2 separate regions of the Oryctolagus cuniculus genome follow, and region 2 is linked to region 1. The links are chromatin contacts, called in public Micro-C maps. All regions are on one chromosome and are shown on one strand. Each heading gives the region's core, a stretch centred on a gene start, on an enhancer-like site or on the middle of the called end of the contact. The rest is flanking DNA. Distances are from core to core; before and after follow the strand shown.

The links. A called contact is a pair of places that touch in the nucleus more often than the background predicts.
Region 2: a Micro-C map of ear pinna shows a contact between it and region 1, with 3 times the contacts expected there. The contact joins the promoter of DUSP23 here to the enhancer-like site in region 1. A contact is called at or near these places in 2 of 6 Hi-C or Micro-C datasets (ear pinna and an unstated tissue).

The regions. Positions count from the first base shown.
Region 1 is chr7:39,054,718-39,058,705 of mOryCun1.1, forward strand. It overlaps CFAP45 (cilia and flagella associated protein 45), which reads left to right. Exons shown (of 12, transcript XM_008264244.4): 3 at 197-339; 4 at 2,920-3,064; 5 at 3,425-3,595. Among named protein-coding and RNA genes, the nearest start is that of CFAP45, 11 kb to the left of the region's middle. Within about 2 kb of position 1,359, at least 4 of the 8 cell types and tissues checked have an H3K27ac peak or open chromatin away from gene starts, as enhancers often do. A contact at or near this core is called in ear pinna, where this site is marked.
Region 2 is chr7:39,168,665-39,172,561 of mOryCun1.1, forward strand. It overlaps DUSP23 (dual specificity phosphatase 23), which reads right to left and starts at 2,091. Exons shown (of 2, transcript XM_002715275.5): 1 at 1,694-2,091; 2 at 1-460. The coding sequence starts at 1,960. The coding sequence ends at 275.

The sequences.
Region 1 (3,988 bases), core at 109-2,608:
TGCTCACATAAAGGGCACTGTGCTGCCTTCTCAGTCCCCGGCTCTTAGTGGTCCTGCAGTCTGGCCCCCAGCCAGCATGCCCTGCCAGTGGGTGGGGTGGAGGCCCCGGGAGAAGGGAAGGTGACAGATGAAGTAGAGACTGGCCAGCAGGAAGTGGGATGACCAGCTACTTAAGCCCTCCTTTCTGACCTCGTAGCCTCTGACCCAGGCAGAGAATGACAGCCCCATCGTGCTGCTCCGAGATAAGCACACCCTCCGGAAAACTCTCACTGCCATGGGCTTGGACCACAAGCCAGAGACCATTCAGCTCATCACCCGGGACATGGTCCGAGAGCTCATGTGAGTGCCCTGGGGTCCCCCGCTCAGCCTGCACTGCTGAGGATCTCTGCAGTGGGAGGGGAAGCCTGCCTGGTCTCCTATCAGTCCAGTCCGTCCTCACTGCCCTTTTCACAGTCTCCTTTTGTTTCCTGCCCTTTCTTTCTCCTCGGTTGCATCTGTTATCACCATTGCCCTCCAAACCCAGCTTCCTCCTCCCTCCTTTCTTCCGGCTGGCTGTGGAATCTAAGGAACTGGTGCGGGGGAAGAACTCAGTGGGTCCTCTCTGATCCCCCCAACCCCCCCAGCAAAGTTGGTAAAGGGAAGTGTTCCCGATGAGTCACTTCCTTTAGGCTGCATTCAGAATCTGAAGCAAAGGGAAACTGACCAGATGCCTAATTAGCCCTCTGGCTTCTTCCCAGACTCTGAGGCCATCTGAGGAAATTCACTGGGGCTCCTCGGGTTCCTTTGGGATTAGCTCACCCTTGCTTCCTGGCTGGAGCTGCCCTCTTTGCTCCGGTGGAACTCAGCAATGTTCCATGGGCCTACACTGTGCTTAGCGGTTTAGCTCCTGCATTACTGCTTCTCCTCTGTTACTTTTCTTTTTTTTTTCTTTTTTTTTATTTTTTGACAGGCAGAGTGGACAGTGAGAGAGAGAGAGACAGAGAGAAAGGTCTTCCTTTGCCGTTGGTTCACCCTCCAATGGCCGCCGCGGCCGCCGTGCCTGATCCGATGGCAGGAGCCAGGAGCCAGGTGCTTTTCCTGGTCTCCCATGGGGTGCAGGGCCCAAGCACCTGGGCCATCCTCCACTGCACTCCCGGGCCACAGCAGAGAGCTGGCCTGGAAGAGGGCCAACCGGGACAGAATCCGGCGCCCCAACCGGGACTAGAACCCGGTGTGCCGGTGCTGCTAGGCGGAGGATTAGCCTAGTGAGCCGCGGCGCCGGCCCCCTCTGTTACTTTTCTTCCATCATCTGAATCCACCCACTAAAAACTTGAATTCTCAGAAAATGCTGCCTGTGTCAGGAACTGGGGCATGGCTCACGAGCTGAGCTTCACAGTAGGTCCTGAGGTGGACATGGACCAGCCAGCCCCAGCATCAAATGGCCAGACGTTGTCAGTTCTGCCTAGGACCCGAGAAAGGGTTCCTTCTTGGAGTGGTCTTGATTGGAAACAAACTCACTGGCGGCCAAGTGGCTGGTTACTTTGCAGAGGTATTGAAAGCAGCCCTAGATTCAGATCCGTCCTTCCTGGTCACTGCAGACCCTCGGCTGTTTTGGGCCACATTGCTTGGTGAAGTACAAATCTTGGCTAAGCCCCAAATCCAGTCACTCACTGCATCTGCCCCATGGATCCCCGCCCCACCCCCACTGGTTTTATTAGGTGAGGTTCTGCTTCCTGTCTCAGACTGCGTTTACAGCCTTGTGCCTGTTAAATGGCCTCACCCAGAAGCAGCTTTATTCCAACCCCCCACTACCCCTCCCCCATCTTTTAATGTATGTCACTTGTTTGTAATCATCATAATTAGCTATTGGTTTGTTGCGTGCGTTGGGCAGCTGAAAAGGTCTATAGGCACAGCTCCTGCTGTTGTTGATCAGATATTTTAATTAATATTTAGGGTTCAAAGCTTCTCTCTAGGCTGGGTGAACAGGCATGTTTAGGTTTCTCGCTAGCATCCATTTCAACCTTGTATGGCACTCCCTTGCCCTTTTTATGTCATTGGGAATAATCTAATTTTAAAGTTCAGAACTCAAAACAGTTGAGTACTCGATGCCAAGCACCGTGCAGCAACTAGGCTCCCAATGTCGATAGGACAGAGTCTGCCTCCTGAAAGACCTGGTAAAGGAAACAGACCCTGCTATTGACTACAGTGTGGGCAGTCAGAACAGTGTGGTGGGGACTCGGGAGGAGGTGACCTGGGGCTTGGGCAGTGGGTGTGGGCAGATGTGAACACAGGGGAAGGTCTCGGACAGTTGCATGGAGAAAGTAACACTAAACTGGACCTTGTATAGAATGACTTAAAATGTCTTTTTTTTTTTTTAAAGATTTATTTATTTATTTGAAAGGCAGAGTTTATAGGGAGAAAGAGAGAGGCAAAGACAGAGAGAGAGAGAGAGAGAGAGAGAGGGAGATATCCTCCATTTGCTGGTTCACTTTCCAAGTGGCTGTGATGGCCAGAGCTGGGCCAATTTGAAGCTAGGAGCCAGGAGTCTCCTCTAGGCGCCTATGTGGGTGCAGGGGCCCAAGCACCGGCCCATCTTCTGCTGCTTTCCCAAGTACATTAGCAAGGAGCTGGATCAGAAGTGGAGTAGCTGGGACTTGAACCGGTGTCCATATGGGATGCTGGCATTGCAGGTGGCAGCTTTACTGGCTATGCCACAATGCCAGCCCCTAAAATGTCTTTTTAATATCTACAATACTACCTGATCCTTCTCTGGAACCCTTACTCCCCATGAATTTCCCAGTTGCATTGTCCCCTTCTGTTGGTTGAGTCTGGGCCCGAGGGTTGGGGCAGGGGAAGAGGGCAGGGGAAGAGGGCAGAGCATGGAGCCCGGGGCTTTCCGTCTCCCTCTCGCCTCCCTAAGTCTGCTCACTCCTGTGTCAGTGTTCCCACAGAGGATCCCTCAGGGCAGTCGCTAATCATCAGCCCAGAGGAGCTGGAGCGAATCAAATGGGCATCTCACGTCCTGACCAGGGAAGAGCTCGAGGCCAGGGAGCAGGCCTTCAGGAAGGAGAAGGAAGCCGTTTTGGTAGGTCCCCTCCCTAAGCTTCGACCTCTGCAGACGGGCGGCAGAAGAGAGCCGTGCTGGGCGAGAGACGAGCTTCTCAGGACGGTGGGGACTCAACTCTAGTTAGGAGGACTCCGAAGCCAGATGTGGATGCCTGCTTCACATTGCAGCGCCAAGACCAGTGAGAAATATTGGAGAAACAGGAGATCCTGGGGCCAAGAGGAGGATCGGGAACGAAGCCAGGCTGTGAAATGTCTTGGTTCTGACGGCGTGATGGGCTGAGGCCAAAACATACTGGGGATAGCTGTGGTGTCCAGGCTAGCCCTCAGGTGACAGAGCACGGGGACTATATCCCTCCTGACCCAGACTCGCCTCCCTTAGGACGCAGTGACCACGCGCAAGAAGATCATGAAGCAGAAGGAGATGGTGTGCAGGAACAACAAGAAGCTCAGTGACCTGGAGGAGGTGGCCAAGGAGCGGGCCCAGAACCTGCTGCAGAGAGCCAACAAGCTGCGGATGGAGCAGGAGGAGGAGCTCAAGCACATGAACAAGGTGGGTGTCCAGGTCTGTCCCTCCCCCTCGGGGACTCCCTGCCACCCCCCGCCTCAGGTGAGGGCTGGGTGGAGATGAGGTGGGGGGGGGAGCTGCACCTGCCGTGGCGGTGGCTGTGCTCAGAGAGAGGAGGAGCTTTGCTGCTTGCTTGCTGCGTGCTTTGAGCAGGCCCCTTGCCCGCCCTGGGCCTCCCCTCCTTCATTTATAAAATAAGGGTAGGTGGTACAACTGCTTAGCAGCAATATTGGCAGGAGTATAACATAAGGCATGAGAGAGCCTTTGTGAAGTGTGGATTGGTAAATGAATGTGAGGATGTTATCTTATTTTTATCCTGCTATATCAGTTCTGGCCACATAAGGTGATGGAGGCAATTGATTCTTTCTGAAGTGCCCA
Region 2 (3,897 bases), core at 841-3,340, 110 kb after region 1:
GTGTGGGAGTACTCTGTGAAGTGCTATGCATTGTGAGCTGGTTCTTGAAGGTTATTTGCTTCAAGAAAACAGTTCAGGGCTCCCTTCAACTCCCACCTCAACGGGGTCCTAGCCATCCCGTCAACCAGGACCTGCCTGCAGGGGTGGCTACTTGAGTCTCTTGAACCGGCCAGGAGCCGCAAGGTTAAATCCTTTAGTCCGTTTCCCTTCGTCTCTGGCTCTGTCTACCCCACAGGGCGGGACAGGAGGAGCCCGGAGAAGGGTGCCGAGGCTGTTACTTAGTTCGCTGGTAGAACTGGAAGACGGCCTTCTCTTGTTCATAGGTCTCGATGGAGCCAGGTCGCAGGCGTCGGATTTCAGCAATGGCATCGCCTGCAGCCAAGCCCTTCTCCTTCACCAGGTAGCAGGCCAGCATGGTGCCAGTGCGGCCATAGCCCAGGGCGCAGTGCACTCCCACCGCCTGTGAAGAAGAAGTTGAGGGTGTGGAGCCCAACACCCTCCCCGTCATTCTTGTGCTGCTCACTGGGATCAGTACCCTCCCCACAGCGGCTTCTCCAGGATAGGCCCAGGGCTCTTTTCATGCCTTCAGAGGGCAAGTGACATCAGTCAGGGAGGGTGTCCCTGCACCCCAGTGGCTAGGAAGCCTCTGAAGTGGCTGGTTCCAGAGCCAGGCTCCGGGCCTCCATCTACACAGCCTTCTACCTGTGCTATCCACTACAAGGGCCTCTATGCATGGCTCCTGTGTACTTAAAATGTGGCCATTTCAAATGACATGCGGTGCAAAACACACACCTGAGTCTGAAGAGGCAGTACAATAAAAGGAAAGCAGCTGTCTACTATTTCAGAAGTGGGCATTACTCCCTACTCGCATCTCATATTGGAGTTCCTGGTTCTGCTCCTGGATACTCCACTTCTGCTCTAGCTTCTGAATGCTAATGTGAACCCCAGGTTCATGTAGTTGGGTATCTGCCACCCATGCAGGGAAACTGGACTGAGTGTGGGCTCCTAACTTTAGTCTGGCCCAGACCTAGCTGTTGCAAGCATTTAGGGAGCAAACCAGTGGGTGGAAGATCTCTCTTCATCTGTCTTTTTATACCTTTCTTATAAAATGAAAAACAAATTTTTAATTTTACATTGACTGCGTGTTTAAATGATAATATTTCTGACTTACCAAGTTAATATTATCCAAATTAACTTCACCTGCGTGTTTTTACTCTTTAAAACATGTGATCGCTAGAAAATTTAAAATTACATATGCAGGTGCTTTGAAAGGCTTGTGGAAAATGAAATGAAATTTATTGTGGTGCAAAAAATTTTGAAACCTATGCAAAGGGTTGTCAGAAAAGTTCATGAAAAATATGTATCATGAAAATACTTTTCATGGATTTCAGATTTTTTTTGGAACCAAAACGAGCTTACCTTTCAATTCTGCTCTCTGAACTTTTTTAAGTGCCCTGGTATGAGAACATAGCTACGGAAACCGGAAAACAGGCTCGCTCTGACTTCACCTTGCACTTCTCCCGAGTCTGTCCAGCCTTTGACCTCTCAAGCGCTGCCTAGCCCTCTCCCCTTCGCTCCTCTGTAGCGTCTTCATCCTCTTCCCCATAAGGGCCTCCCCGCAGCCAGCTCCGCCCACGTCCCCAGCTGAGTCCGGCCAAGTCCCGCCCTCCCCGCGCCGACCCCGCCCGCTGACCTCGCCCCGCGCGTTGGCCTCGTCCACGATCTGCACGAAGCGGTCGATCTGGTTGGGGGCGGGCGGGCAGAAGTCCGGGATGCGCAGCCGGTGCACGGTGAGGCCCGGGCAGCTGTCGCTGTGCGGGGGCCCGCGCTCCGTCAGGGACACCAGGTGCCGCACTCCCAGCTCAAGCAGGAACTGGTAGTGGGCGGGGAGCCGCGGCAGCGCCAGCCCCGCCAGCCGGCCCGGCAGCACCCAGGAGAAGTTGGGGGGCTGCACTCCCATGGCTGGGGGTCACCCGGGGCGAGGCTGGCACTGCTAGAGCCGCCCTCCCGTCACCTCTATTCGGGCGGGCAGTAACCGGCCACCTACGCGGCTTCGGCGCCGACCGGGCCACGTGGGTTGCGGGACCCCGCCCCCGGGTCCGGTCCGCCGCTGGGGATTGGCCGAGCCGCCCGGGGGCGTGGCTAGAGCGCGGTCCTCCAGGCTTTGAGCAATGCAAAGTGGCAGCGCGATCCACCCCCCCACCGCCACCGCCCCCAGGCCCGCCCAGGACAATCGTTGGTTGGTTGCATCATCAATAATGGGCGGGATTACTGCAGCCGTGCGCAACCCAAACAGCCAAGCAGGAAAACCTGGAACGAATGAATTGTTTTCTGTGGCTGAGACAACACGGGGTCGGGCTCTGCTGCGCCCTGGCGGTGTGTTGGTGTTACTGCAACTCTGGGTAGCCGCCTCTGCCTCCCTAAGGCCTGGGCCACACTTTGTCCAGGGGGATGGGCAGTCTCTCCTGTGACTGACAAGTCGTTATCAGTATGGCTTTTTGAATTCTCCCAGTATGAGGGAATCACCACCGCACGGGCACCATCCTTATTTTCCCATTGCTGGAACTATTAAGAATTCTGGGCTACCCTCTAACACTCTGAGATCTTACCAAGACAATAACTACAGTTGTAGTACTAATAATAATAACCAACCAATTCATGTGAGCATCTACTACGTGCCAGCTACTCTTCTAAGTATGTTACATGTATTAATTCATTTAATCACCACGATAATGAGATAGGTGACCTAATTAACCCCATTTTGTACATGAGAAAATTCAGGCACTGAAGAGGCAAGAGGCTCAGGAACTTTTTTTTTTTTTTTTTTAAGGAAAGGGTTTATTGGGGGAAACCCAAAGGCTGGAGGGAAGGGGCGAAGAAGGAAAAAGAGCATAAGAGAGCGAGATCAAGAGAAAGAGAGGGAGAGAGATTAAGAGACAGAGAGAGATCAAGAGAGGGCCCTGTGTTCAGGACCCGGTCCTGTTAAACCTTTGCATGGGGGTCGGGTAGGGAAATAGGAGCAGAGAATCTCTTTAGGATGGGGGTGGAGCTGACACCAGTGGTTGGGCCATGCGGTCACTGGCTTCCAGCAATGGTGAGGGGTGGGGTGGGGTGGGGGGTCAGAGCCTAGTATGGTGTTCAGGGCATAGATTGTGCCATAGATGACTGTGGCATTTTACTAACATTCCCCCCTCCCTTTTTTTTTTTTTTTTTTTTTTATAAAGCAAGAGTTGTATGGGATTACATTGGCCCCAAAAGTCCAGGAGGGGTAGAGGGTAGATGATCTGTCTTTAGAGCTACTTCCTGCTGGCATGGGACGACGAGGTACTCTCTGCTGGCATGACGTGATAGCTCAAGCCACTGTCTCCTGGGTGAGGCTCGGGAACTTGACCAGCAGATGAATCTTTAACAGCACAGAAACTGTTAATTAAACAAAATTAGTTTTTCATCATGTAACCATCCTCACACCCCAAATATGAACTGGTACAGATACCTGTGGGCTTTCTGAATTTTTTCTCTAGTGCACATTTCTTCCTATTTCAGGGTTTCCAGGCTGGCTGGATTACCCTCCACTGGGCAGGCTGGAGTTGATCAGCGTTGCTCTTGTCAGGTGGGGACCTAGATCTGAACAAGCTTCTTTAGCTGAGCTCTGAAGGGTGCAAATCTTTGGGCTTCTAGGGATGCAGAGTGACTGTAACTGTGAAAACTCTTATTGAATGTGCTAGTGTGTCGGGCCCTGTGGTAAGTGCTTTTGGAAAGAAGGTGCTCTATGTCCATTTTGTACGTGAGTAATCTGAGTCTGAGAGACGGTTAACACGGCCAGGCACAGGTCCTTCCCTCCTTCTTCCCCTTCTGCCTCCGACAAACACACTTGACCGTTTAAACCTCTGGCCCCAG